Linked DNA regions of Sus scrofa: regions 2, 3 and 4 are each linked to region 1. Evidence: chromatin contacts called from public Hi-C, HiChIP or PLAC-seq and promoter capture Hi-C data. All regions are on one chromosome and are shown on one strand. Each heading gives the region's core, a stretch centred on a gene start, on an enhancer-like site or on the middle of the called end of the contact. The rest is flanking DNA. Distances are from core to core; before and after follow the strand shown.

What was found. Promoter capture Hi-C pulls out the DNA fragments that hold promoters and counts their contacts. Hi-C and Micro-C count contacts between places; a contact is called where the count stands out from the background. HiChIP or PLAC-seq counts read pairs in DNA pulled down with a chosen protein or histone mark.
Region 2: a contact with region 1 is called in an H3K27ac HiChIP or PLAC-seq map of skeletal muscle, with 2.9 times the contacts expected there. The contact joins the promoter of SCAMP3 here to the promoter of RIT1 in region 1. A contact is called at or near these places in 1 of 5 promoter capture datasets (fetal liver) and 2 of 2 datasets of contacts at active chromatin or transcription factors (alveolar macrophages and skeletal muscle).
Region 3: a promoter capture Hi-C map of fetal liver shows a contact between it and region 1, with 3 times the contacts expected there. The contact joins the promoter of GLMP here to the promoter of RIT1 in region 1. A contact is called at or near these places in 1 of 5 promoter capture datasets (fetal liver) and 1 of 2 datasets of contacts at active chromatin or transcription factors (alveolar macrophages).
Region 4: a Hi-C map of embryonic fibroblasts shows a contact between it and region 1, with 2.2 times the contacts expected there. The contact joins the promoter of FDPS here to the promoter of RIT1 in region 1. A contact is called at or near these places in 2 of 5 promoter capture datasets (fetal liver and liver) and 1 of 47 Hi-C or Micro-C datasets (embryonic fibroblasts).

Annotation. Positions count from the first base shown.
Region 1 is chr4:94,116,434-94,119,133 of Sscrofa11.1, reverse strand. It overlaps RIT1 (Ras like without CAAX 1), which reads right to left and starts at 1,413. Exons shown (of 6, transcript NM_001077230.2): 1 at 1,276-1,413; 2 at 697-841; 3 at 478-534. The coding sequence starts at 799. It overlaps KIAA0907 (UPF0469 protein KIAA0907 homolog), which reads right to left. Exons shown (of 15, transcript XM_001928648.6): 15 at 2,472-2,700.
Region 2 is chr4:94,569,243-94,571,942 of Sscrofa11.1, reverse strand. It overlaps SCAMP3 (secretory carrier membrane protein 3), which reads right to left and starts at 1,380. Exons shown (of 9, transcript NM_001185169.1): 1 at 1,098-1,380; 2 at 695-772. The coding sequence starts at 1,163. CLK2 (dual specificity protein kinase CLK2) reads right to left here. Exons shown (of 12, transcript XM_021089727.1): 12 at 1,859-2,392. The coding sequence ends at 2,207.
Region 3 is chr4:93,757,487-93,760,259 of Sscrofa11.1, reverse strand. It overlaps GLMP (glycosylated lysosomal membrane protein), which reads right to left and starts at 1,321. Exons shown (of 5, transcript XM_005663295.3): 1 at 1,159-1,321; 2 at 14-214. The coding sequence starts at 1,278.
Region 4 is chr4:94,512,339-94,515,123 of Sscrofa11.1, reverse strand. It overlaps FDPS (farnesyl diphosphate synthase), which reads left to right and starts at 1,430. Exons shown (of 10, transcript NM_001185131.1): 1 at 1,430-1,611; 2 at 1,689-1,851. The coding sequence starts at 1,430.

The sequences.
Region 1 (2,700 bases), core at 164-2,663:
AATGAAGGGCTTCTAGTGGAACAAGTCCAGGCTCTGCATGTCTGGGTTGTAAGAGTTCAGCAGGCTGGCTCTACTTGTTTTTCTGCTTCCTTTTGTGGAAGTTCAGACCAGCTGACTCATAGTTACAGAGTTAGTCTCAAATCAGACCCTTAAAGAAATGATAGCAAAAGCCTTCTGTTAAGTGGCCTTTAAACTTTTCCTTTAATCTGACGATACAGTAGAGCAACCATAAAAATAAAACAAAGTGTCCCAGTAATATTTAATAAAAAACAGACTAAGATGGCTTATGTACATATAAAGTTAAGCTAAGAAAAAAAAGTCATTTGCTTATCAACTGCCATGTTATTCTTGTTAAGTAAATCTAAACCAGACACCCAAAAGGCTCAAAATATAAATGGTCTAAAACTGTTTCAAAAACTGACACCAAGGCCTTTTTATGGGGTTTAGTGGAAAAACCTAAGTGACAGTCTGACTTACCAATGGTGGGGTCATGATCTTCTGGAAATCGGTGGCTGATGAACTGCATGGTCATGGCTTTAAAACAAGAAGCGAAAGTTAAAATAAATACAAAGATGACCAACAGAAAGAACTGCAAGTATCAATATTGCAGGACAGTCTCCTACTTGGTTTTCGGGGAGGGCATCTGTTGTGAGCATTTTTCATTCTTACTTCTTTAAAATGGAAAATGTCACCTACCGCTTTTCCCTACACCGCCAGCACCTAGCATCACTAGTTTGTATTCCCGTGACAGCCCTGCAGGGCTGTTACAGCTACCAACTGGGCGAGTTCCAGAATCCATTGTCCTCTTGGAGAATCCTGGGCTGCCCGGAGGAAAAGGCACCTGGAAAGAAAGAAAATATTTAATCCAGGATGGAGACCCCGTGACGACAGTCCTAGAGCCAGTGCCCTACCCCTGCTCCCTTTCTGGCGACCCTCAGGCAACACGTAGCCTCACCTTCCCTCCAGGGCAGCTCAGACCCATGACATATCATAGATTTTCTGAATTACTACTTTTTTTCAAAAAAGAATAAAAAGAGACAAAGAAATTTGGCATTTCTTTGCAGACTGGGACGCCGGCACAGCAGGAGGGAGCCCAGTGAGAAAGTGCAGTTTGGGACTTAGGCCTCAGGGTTTCCTCTCAAGCCCGCGGTACCCGGAGGTTCAGCCCCCTCTCCATTCCCCTCGGAGGCTGCTCTCCTCCCCCGGCAGCACCTCGCGCCGCCATCAAGCCCCCCACCCTTCCGCCTCACAAGCCAACCCCTCCGCTGCTCGTACCCGTCGGAAGGTTAAGGCCACTGCCGGGTCTGATCACCCACTTCGTCCTCGGTCCTCCTCATTCGCGGCGAGGATCTGGCACTGACCTGTGACCCCTCCCGCAGCTGGGGAAGATGGCGCCAGCAGCGCCCGCGTCTCAGCAGGAGGGGCGGGGCCGCCCTCGTGACGCAGGGGACTGGCCCCGCCTCCTCCGGGGAGGACCATCTCCTGCCAGGTCCTCAAACCCCGCTCATCGCTGAAGGCCCTGGGGGAGTGCCACACTCAGCGCCCCCCTCTGCCACAAAACTATTTACACCAAAGTCAAGCAAGGAGGATGTGATAAGGGGCACACTGGAGACTTCTACAATAACAACTTGCCCAGGACCATTTATGAGAAAAACAAATTTGGCCAAATGTAATGAGGAAATGGGCACCTGCCAACCCCCCCCCCAAACAGGACCAAGGTGTTATTGCTTAGTAACAAAAAAAAGCACCTGGCTTTGACTTTACAGCAATAAATTAAGACACTATCAATTCTGTTCACCTGTATTTAGGTGGGTAACACATAGAAGTACTAGAAGGAACTTTATATGGGCAAAATTTTCTGTTGCAACTTCTGCCCATCCTTCTTCCTTTCTAAGCATGTTTTTCCAAGAATACTTATATTTCCTGGAGTTCCCGTGGTGGCTCAGTGGGAATGAACCCAACTAGCACCCATAAGGACACAGGTTCGATCCTTGACTTTGCTCAGTGGGTTAAGGATCCAGAGTTGCCGCGAACTGTGGCTCAGATTCGGCACTGCTGTGGCTGTGGTGTAGGCCGGCAACTACAGCTCCGATTCACCCCCTAGCCTGGAAACTTCCATATGCAATGGGTGCAGCCCTAAAAAGCCAAAAAAAGAAAAAGAATACTTTCACTCAGTCCTTTTAACCACATTCAATAAAGGAGGGCAAGAAAATGAAAAGGAAAAACATCCACCATAACAATCCTTTACATTTCACTTGGACTTTGCAGGGTTTACTTTGAAAAGTCATAAAACACTTGGAACTAAAAGAAAAAAATTAAAAAAACAAAAAACAACAACTTGGAACTAAATGCAAACTCTTGGGTCCAGGTATGTATTTTTCTGATGGGGGTTATAGTATGCTGTGAGCAAAAAAGTTTATGAATTTTAGTGCATGGATACGTTGTGGAAGAAAGAACAGAGAAACCACAAGCAGAATATTTATACATTTATTTATAATGAAATTATGTTCTAAATATTTACAACATATAGGAAACCAGAGGATACATTTATACAAAGCCAGCCTGCAAAGTATTCAAATGTGCAAAAATGATAGTTCAATATCTCAAACTACTCCTGGTTCAGCAGACTAGCTCCTTCACTTTCACACATCAATATTTGATACAAAAAAAGTTCTTTTGGCAAAACCTGTAATGCCAAGA
Region 2 (2,700 bases), core at 131-2,630, 450 kb before region 1:
AGCATTCATCTACTGGACCTACCTCCTTAAAATGGACCTAAGCGATGCAGCTCGGATCCTCTGTTGGCTGTGGCTCTGGCATAGGCTGGCGGCTACAGCTCCGATTAGACCCCTAGCCTGGGAACCTCCATATGCCGTGGGAGCGGCCAAAGAAATGGCAAAAAGACAAAAAAAACAAAACAAAACAAAACAAAAAAACTGCCCTGAGCTGCTGCAGTGACAACACCAGATCCTTAACCTGCTGCAGCTGCAGCACGGGAGAGCTCCAGCTACCTCCTTAACTTCTGAAAACTCTTAGCATTTTCCATTCCCACGAGATAAACAGGTCTAGTCACTTTCGTTTCTTGCTTTCGAATTGTACACCTAAGCATAGATCGTTTTCTCCTCAACTCCAAACAGCCCCATCCCTTTTCATCTCTAAAGAAGCCTCCCTAGACAGAGCCTTGGTTCAGGCACTAAGAGACTCCAGGTTCTTTCTCCCAGGACCGATATTTAGAGCTCAAACCACATGGATCTTTGGTCTTGGTGTCTTTAGAAGGTTCAGACATCCCATGGAAGACTGGCTTCTCAGGGAGCTAAGATCACCCTGCTTCTTCCTTCCTTCGCGTGCAAACAAGTCCACTGTACCCCAACAGAGTGGACTTGTTGGCATACCCTAATCTTCCTGGCCCTCCTGTGCTCTTCAGAATCTCACCTCCCGGGTCTCAAAAGGGTTGTAGACGTCAAGCGTGGCATACTGCGGGCTGGGTCGGTGCTGGATCACAGCTGGGTCCTGTGGGCAGAGATCTGGGGCTCAGCTGGCACCTGGTGCCTCTGGAGGAACTCACAGGAGCCTCTTCTCAATTGCCTGTGGCTGCAAGGACTGCAGCTTGGAGGCCACGTTGTTGTCCCAGTATCTGCTCCCAATCCTTCACCCCACACTGCCAGTACCAGCTCCTTATCGGGGGCAGGGCCCGCCCCCCAGGTGCTCACTGATCGTCACTCCCACGTGGCGGCCCTTGCTCAGATCAAATGTCAAGAATGGGAATACAAGTTAGCCCGACCCTCTAGAACCGAGAAGTCCCCCAGGATGCCCCAAGGAGGCCGGCGCAAGTCACCTGAAAGGGGTTGTCAAGCTCGCCGGGCTCGGCGAAGGGGTTTCCACCATCTCTGCTTTGAGCCATGTTTGCAACCGCGGCCCGGGCCGCCCCCTGCCCTCCACGCCCCTGCCGCGGCAGTGGCGGCGGCCGTGGCTCTCAAGAGCTCCCTCCGCTCCGCTCCTCTCGGTCCGCCCCGCTTCTCTGTGCACGGATTGGCTGTACCGACCGGAAGGGTCACAAGGATCCCCGCAGCAGCCGCGAGTTGCGCCTGCGTCTCGGCTAAAAGCAAAGAAGGAAGTGCCCCACGTGACAACTCTCGTTGCCGGTAGCCAAGTACCGCCCCTACGTCATGTGACGTCCCTCAACTAATGAACTACACCTCCCAGCGGGCCTAGCGTCAGAACCTGAGTCTATCCTAGCCTTGGGAGAGTTGCGACGGGAGACCTACCCGCCGGTGGTGGTGGAGGTGGCGGCGGCCGCCTGCCAGGAGCTCTATTGAGTAAGTTTTAAATCTGGATTTCTGGCTCTATCCTGGGGCCCGGCCTAACAGCTATAGTAATCGGAACTTCTTTCCCAACTCGTCATTCCAGATCAAAGTGCTTCATTAGCCCTTCATTCTAACCAAGAAATCTTACCTTACTCATTACTACTCTCCTGAGACAGACTGGGCAGATAAACTGGCAGCCTATGATTAATGTCGCAGGGTAAGATGGGACTCCCTTTGTTGACAATCCCTCCACCCCAGCATCCCCCCAAACCTCAAACTCCAGGGAGGGGGGTCCGATGAAGCACGTCATTTTATTTCACAAAGACTGTACAAAATTCCTTATAAAACATGGGATTGATGCCACCTGGTTACCTCATTCTGCCCCCATCCAACTCAACTGTGAAGGGGCAGGTGAGGGCGGGAAGAGTGTGAGATGGGACAGCATTATGTACAAGGCAGGGGTTGAAGCAATAGGTATTAAGTTCTTTCATATTTACACTATTTCACATATTCACAGGTACACACGGAGCCAGGAGGAAGGAGTGGGCTCCGGTTCTGTTCTCTTGTATAAAAAAGCACCAGTGTCCTGGACTGGACACCCACTGCTGTCAGAAACGCAGGGGGGCCCAGGGCCTGATCGTCACCGACTGATATCCCGACTGGAGTCCCACAACTTGGCGTTAGGTGGCTCAGCCCGAAGGCGGGCGAAGAAAGGGTGCTGAAGGGCTTCACCCAAGGTCAGCCGCTTAGCAGGTTCATATTCTAGCATGCTTTCAATCAGATCGAAGAGCTGGTGGTGTTCTTCTGCCTCTGAGGTCAGATACCGCTGGTGGTGGAGGGCAGGAAAAAGGTGAGGCACGATGCCTTACAAACCCTGCCTTCTTCTTCAAGGCCCTGGCTTCCAATCCTGGAGGACCAAGGCTCTGCGGACAACCGTTACGAATGCTACCTAACCATGACCACACTGTAACCATTTCTGATGTTCTACCTTCCCACTAGCACCATTATTCCTTCATACTTTTTGAAAGTTCTACTTGTATATCCTTGTCAACTTCAGGAATCTTCTTTAGCTCCTCATTAAAAAGTAAGCTCTTCAAAGGTAGTTTATGCTTTTCTGTCTGACCTAAAGAATCC
Region 3 (2,773 bases), core at 72-2,571, 360 kb after region 1:
CCCATACCCTTACCCTGAGGGCCAAGCTGCCATTGGCAAAAGCCCCGGTAGGGTCGTGAATGGGGTGGCCTCGAAATGTGGCACTCAGGGTGGCAGGATCCAATGAATCAGTGATGTTGTTCCAAGAGAACTCAGCCAAGGAATACGGAGGATACGATTTTCTTGGAGGCTTTGTCACTGCATCGGATGTGTTGGTGCTGTCAAATTCAAACAGCTGGCGGGTGGGGGTGAGGAGGGACTGGGCTTGCCAGAGTCCAGGTTTCTCCTGAGTCACCACCCCCCAAGTCACTGCCCCCCACCCCCGGCTCTCATACCTCTATTTCATCTACCCCCAGTCTTCAGTTTCTCTAACTCAAATGAAGTCTCTCCTCTGTACTGATTCCCTTCGGTTTCCCCCAACCTCCTCACCCTGGTAAAGACAACGGCAGAAGAAAATTGGATGCTGTCTTTGGGGAGCACCATCAAGCTCCCTTCAGGGTCAGAGGAGATCAGGAGGCTCCAGTTCACACGCAGGGTGCTGTGGGGGGTATTGGTGGCCACTAGTAGCACTGCTGGGGGCCCTAGGCTGCTCCACACATAGTGCAGTGTGGAGTTGGTACCCACTGCATGGATATGAAGCAGGTTCTGGGGAGGGTCCAGCCCGTCAGAGATGACCTCCAGAGACACCTAGAACATGGAGTAGTGGGAGGGTCAAGGGAACAGGATCAGGGAGAGACACAGGGCAGATGTTTGGGGACAGGGAAGGGGGCTTGGGAAATGATGGGGAAACGGTGGGACCTTGGGGCCTAGGCAAGAGCAATGCTTGTGGGAGCTAAGAGATTCCTGCTGTAAGGAGAGGTGGGTAGAGAAAACGGCCTTGACTCTAGTGGAGAGATAAGGACACAGGGCTGAGAGAAGAAAAAAAAAAAAAAAATCCAATACTTGCCTGGATCTGGCTTACTCAGGGCTAAGTCAGAGTTCAGATTTCCCGGGAAGACAGGAAGCCCTCATACATCCTACTTCTCAATTCTGTCCCATGATCCATGGCTGTCCCCACCCCCAGGGTTGAAGAAACTCTTCTCAATGCAAGCACCCTCCACCCCCACCTCTCGGTTATCCTAGATTCCAACCACCCTTCAAGGCAGCACATCCTGAAACAGGATTGCTCTAGTCCCTCACCTGGCGGGTTTCCTCCCCCAGCAGGCCAAAAGGAGCTGCTGTCAGAAGTAGACTCAGGAGGAGCACGGGGCTGGGGACATAGTGCCCCCAACCCCGGCAGGGCTCCTCACAGCTACCCATGCAGTTCTAACTTCAGAGGGCGGAAGAGACGCTGGGTCATATGACTCAGAGATTCAGCTGATCTCTTTAAAGGGCGGGGCCATCACAGCAGTTCTTAAAGAGACCGCCTCCCTTAACTCAGATTTAGGCTTGCGTGAGAATAGAATCAGAAAGGTTAAGCGGAGAGTTCTCTGATGGCCTAGCGCGTTGAGAATCCTATGTTCTCACTGCTGTGGCTCTGGTTGCTGCTGTGCGGCGTAGGTTCGATCCCTGGCCCAGGAATTTCCGCACACTGACCGTGTGGCAAAAAAGGGAAAAAAAAAAAAAAGTTAAGCATTGTTCATCATCCCCAACTGAGCTGGCAAGCAAGTCATCCTGGCCTAGATTGGCAGACATATTCCCAAATATTCCCAACCTCTCCTACCCAACTGTCCCACTAAACTAAGCTGTAAGTGGGCATGTTGTCTGGATTCAAGATTCAAATGGAATCTGCAAAACGACTCTGAGGCAGGGAAGGCACAGAGGAAATTTGAAGGAATGTGGGGCGGTGGGGGCAGGGGATAGCACACCTCAGAGGGAACTTTTTGTCAATTATTACTATTTACTGAGTTTCCAGGTATGCACATTCTTGTCTGGAAGAGCTCACAATTTTATGGTTGAGAAAAGAAACTTCAGAAAATAGAAAATGAAAGCAGTATTTTTCAAAGGGAGTTGATGTCTGGCTAAACAAATGCTTTTTTTTTTTTTTGTCTTTTTGCCATTTCTTGGGCCACTCCAGCGGCATATGGGAGGTTCCCAGGCTAGGGGTCAAATCAGAGCTGTAGCTGCCGGCCTATGCCAGAGCCACAGCAGCGCAGGATCCAAGCTGAGTCTGCAACCTACACCACAGCTCACAGTCGGATTGTTAACCCACTGAGCAGGGGCAGGGATCGAACCCGCAACCTCATGGTTCCTAGTCAGATTCGTTAACCACTGCGCCACGATGGGAACTCCTGAATGCACTTTTTTTTTTTTTTTTTGTCTTTTGCCTTTTTGTTGTTGTTGTTGTTGTTATTGTTGCTACTTCTTGGGCCGCTCCCGCGGCATATGGAGGTTCCCAGGCTAGGGGTTGAATCGGAGCTGTAGCCACTGGCCTACGCCAGAGCCACACCAACGCGGGATCCGAGCCACGTCTGCAACCTACACCACAGCTCACAGCAACGCCGGATCGTTAACCCACTGAGCAAGGGCAGGGATCGAACCCACAACCTCATGGTTCCTAGTCGGATTCGTTAACCACTGCGCCACGACGGGAACTCCACTGAATGCACTTTTTGATTTGGGTTTTTTTTTTTAGCCTAATCCTAAAATTATTTGACTAAAAATAAATGCACATGGTATAATATTCGTAAGGTACCAAAGGATTATCACCCCTTCTCCTCTGCAACCTGGGTCCTTCCTTGAGACAACCGCTATTACCAGCTTATGTATCCTTCCTAAAAACATTCTATGCAATGCTCAAGCATATATATCTATT
Region 4 (2,785 bases), core at 181-2,680, 400 kb before region 1:
CAGGAAGATAATGAAAACTGAAATGTAGTAAAGGCAACAGCTGGGAGCGTAGGAAACTCCCAGCCTGCTTCCCATTTGCCACAGCAGCCTCTAATCTTGGCCCACTCTACCTCCTTCTAGCTGTGGGCCCCGGGGTGCTGCACTTCCATTGGCTGTGGGTTACAGGGCCTCATACTCATACGAGGGAAAACATCCAATCAGAGTGGCTCGTCTCCACCCTGCCAGTACACGCTAGATTGCGTTGTAGTTGTCCCTCCCGTGGCATGCCGGGAATTGTAGTTTACTGGGCCTTTCTGCCTATAGCGAAAAGAGATGGAGAACTACTAGTCCCAGAGAGCTGAGCGTTGAGGAGTCCGGTTTTTAGGCATACCCCAGCAATTCTCTGGATCCACAACCGGCATCCAGGAACAGGTGAGAGAGGTCTCGGGCAGGGAGTGGAGGCACGGGTTAGAAACTCAGCCTTACTTCTGTAGTGATACTTTGAGGCACAGGAGGACCAGTACGTTGTGCTGGAGTTCCCCCGCTTTGGGGGTTGGTGGGACCGACTGGCTAACCTCATGGATGTGAAAAACTCCCATCCCTGTCCTGTGCTTTCCTGGAACCCTCAGTGTAACTGCACATTGGTTTGCTCTTCTACTGCGAACTCTCCCCACCTGCCCACTGTTGTTCTGAGGTTGTCTGCATAGTTCTAGTCTGTAAAGGCTTAGGACACCCAGTCCCAGAGCCTCAGACCACATGTCCATAGCACCCAGGGGTTCCTGTTTCATGTCTCTTCATCTCACAGACTCTGTACCCCTCTTTCTGGCTACTGGGAAGACCTGGATTCTAGGTTTGGTACCCACGTCCTAGGTATCTTCCTACCTCCTAGAGGCTCAGCTTGACTTATATAAAATAGGTTGATTTAAGGGTCTTCCTAGCCCCCAGTTCTGAATTCCTTTACTCTAGACTCTTCTCTCTGTACTCCAGGACTTGGGAAGCAGCCAGGGGTGTAGCAATTCCAGAGAATCCCTGGAGGGGAGGCATTGATGGTTGAAAAGGATAAAGTTAGGTGGCAATAAGTTTTAGTCACCTTTTTTTTCTTTTTGGCGACACCTATGGCATGTGGAAGTTCCTAGGCCAGGGATCCAACCTGCCCACAACAGTGACAAGACTGGGTCCTTAACCACTAGGCCACCAGGAAACTCCAAGTTCTAGCCATCATATTTTAAGTGCAGTTAGTTTATTCTCAGTCACCCAGCTGTACTTTTTGTTCCCCACATTTTTTTTTTTCCCTGTAAATGCCCTCAATCTCATACCAGGAGAAAGTGGGGCCTTCTGGCTATGGAGGTAAAAGTTCGGGGAGGTGACCTGGGGAGCTGCCAACGTGCATCTGCCTTTGGTGCTTGCTCCTGCAGGGAGTGCTCAGTGCCCCTTCCCTGTACCACCCCCCATGCTGCCCCTGTCCCGCTGGCTGAGATCTGTGGGGCTCTTCTTGCTGCCAGCCCCCTGCTGGGTGCCCCGGGAGAGGTGGCTGGGTCCCCTACGGCGGCCCTCCCTGGTGCACGGGTGCCCAGTCCTGGGGGCATGGCACAGTGCTCGCTGCTGGTGCCAAGCGTGGACAGAGGAGCCTCGGTGAGTTTGGTGGGGGTGAGGGGCCTTGGGGAGGGGAGCAGCTGTTCAGGTTTCTGACTTGTCCTCCCTCTCCTCAGAGCATTTTACTCCTCCCTCAGAATGAACGGAGACCAGAAATTGGACGCTTATGCCCGAGAAAGGCAGGATTTCATCCAGCACTTCTCCCAGATCGTCAAGGTGCTGACTGAGGAGGACATCGGGCACCCAGAGATAGGAGATGCTGTTGCCCGACTCAAGGAGGTGAGGGATTTATGACTGGAGAGAGTCTTTGCTCTCTCTGCATGTGTGGGATCCAGCTCTGGCTTTTGGGGGACTTTTGGCAGGGGTGGGAGCAGGGTTTTACCTGAGCGTTTCTGGGTGCCCTCTGGAGGTGCAGGTATACTTAGCCCAGTAGTCCTGCCTGGTGGTTCTTTTGGGCCATCCGCACTGCTTTGAATAAGGGTGGAGGGCCCTGGGGGTGAGGCATTAGGCATCCAGAAATAATGAGGGGCTACCTTGGCAGGGACCTGGGAGGAAGGCAGTCTGAGATGGGCTTGGGTGAAGCTAGTGCATCAGAAACTCCTGCTCTAGGACAAGAACTATTGCTGAGATACTTAAGTTGCCTTATTGTTTTATTCCTTTTTTTTTTTTTTTTTTAAAGGGCCACAAGTGTGGCATATGGAAGTTCCCAGGTTAGGGGTCTTATTAGAGCTGCAACCACAGCAACACCTGATCCTAGCCATGTCTGACTTACACCACAGCTCATGGCAGCACCTGATCCTTAACCCACTGAGCAAGGCCAGGGATTGAACCTGTGTCCTCATGGATACTAGTTTGCGTGCATTACTGCTAAGCCACAATGGGAACTCCTAATTCTTTTATTCTTTTAGAGTATCTAGTAATTCTTACTATAAATGCTCTCTCATTTGTCTGAGGGGAACTAAGGAGAAGGGGGTGTGTCTACACTGGGATGGAGATTAAAAGGGAAGTCTTCCCAGTGAATTAGATCTAAGGGCAGCCAACGGCACAGAGGTCCCAGCAGGACATGCCATTGGAGGAGTGGGGGACGGGTCCTCCACCCTATGGTCTCCTCCAAGATTTCCTCTGGCCGACTTTGGGTGGGTGGGTGGGGGGGCTTTAATAAAGTGAGAGAGGCTTTTCATTTGCAGATAGGTTGAACTGTGGGTAGGAGGAG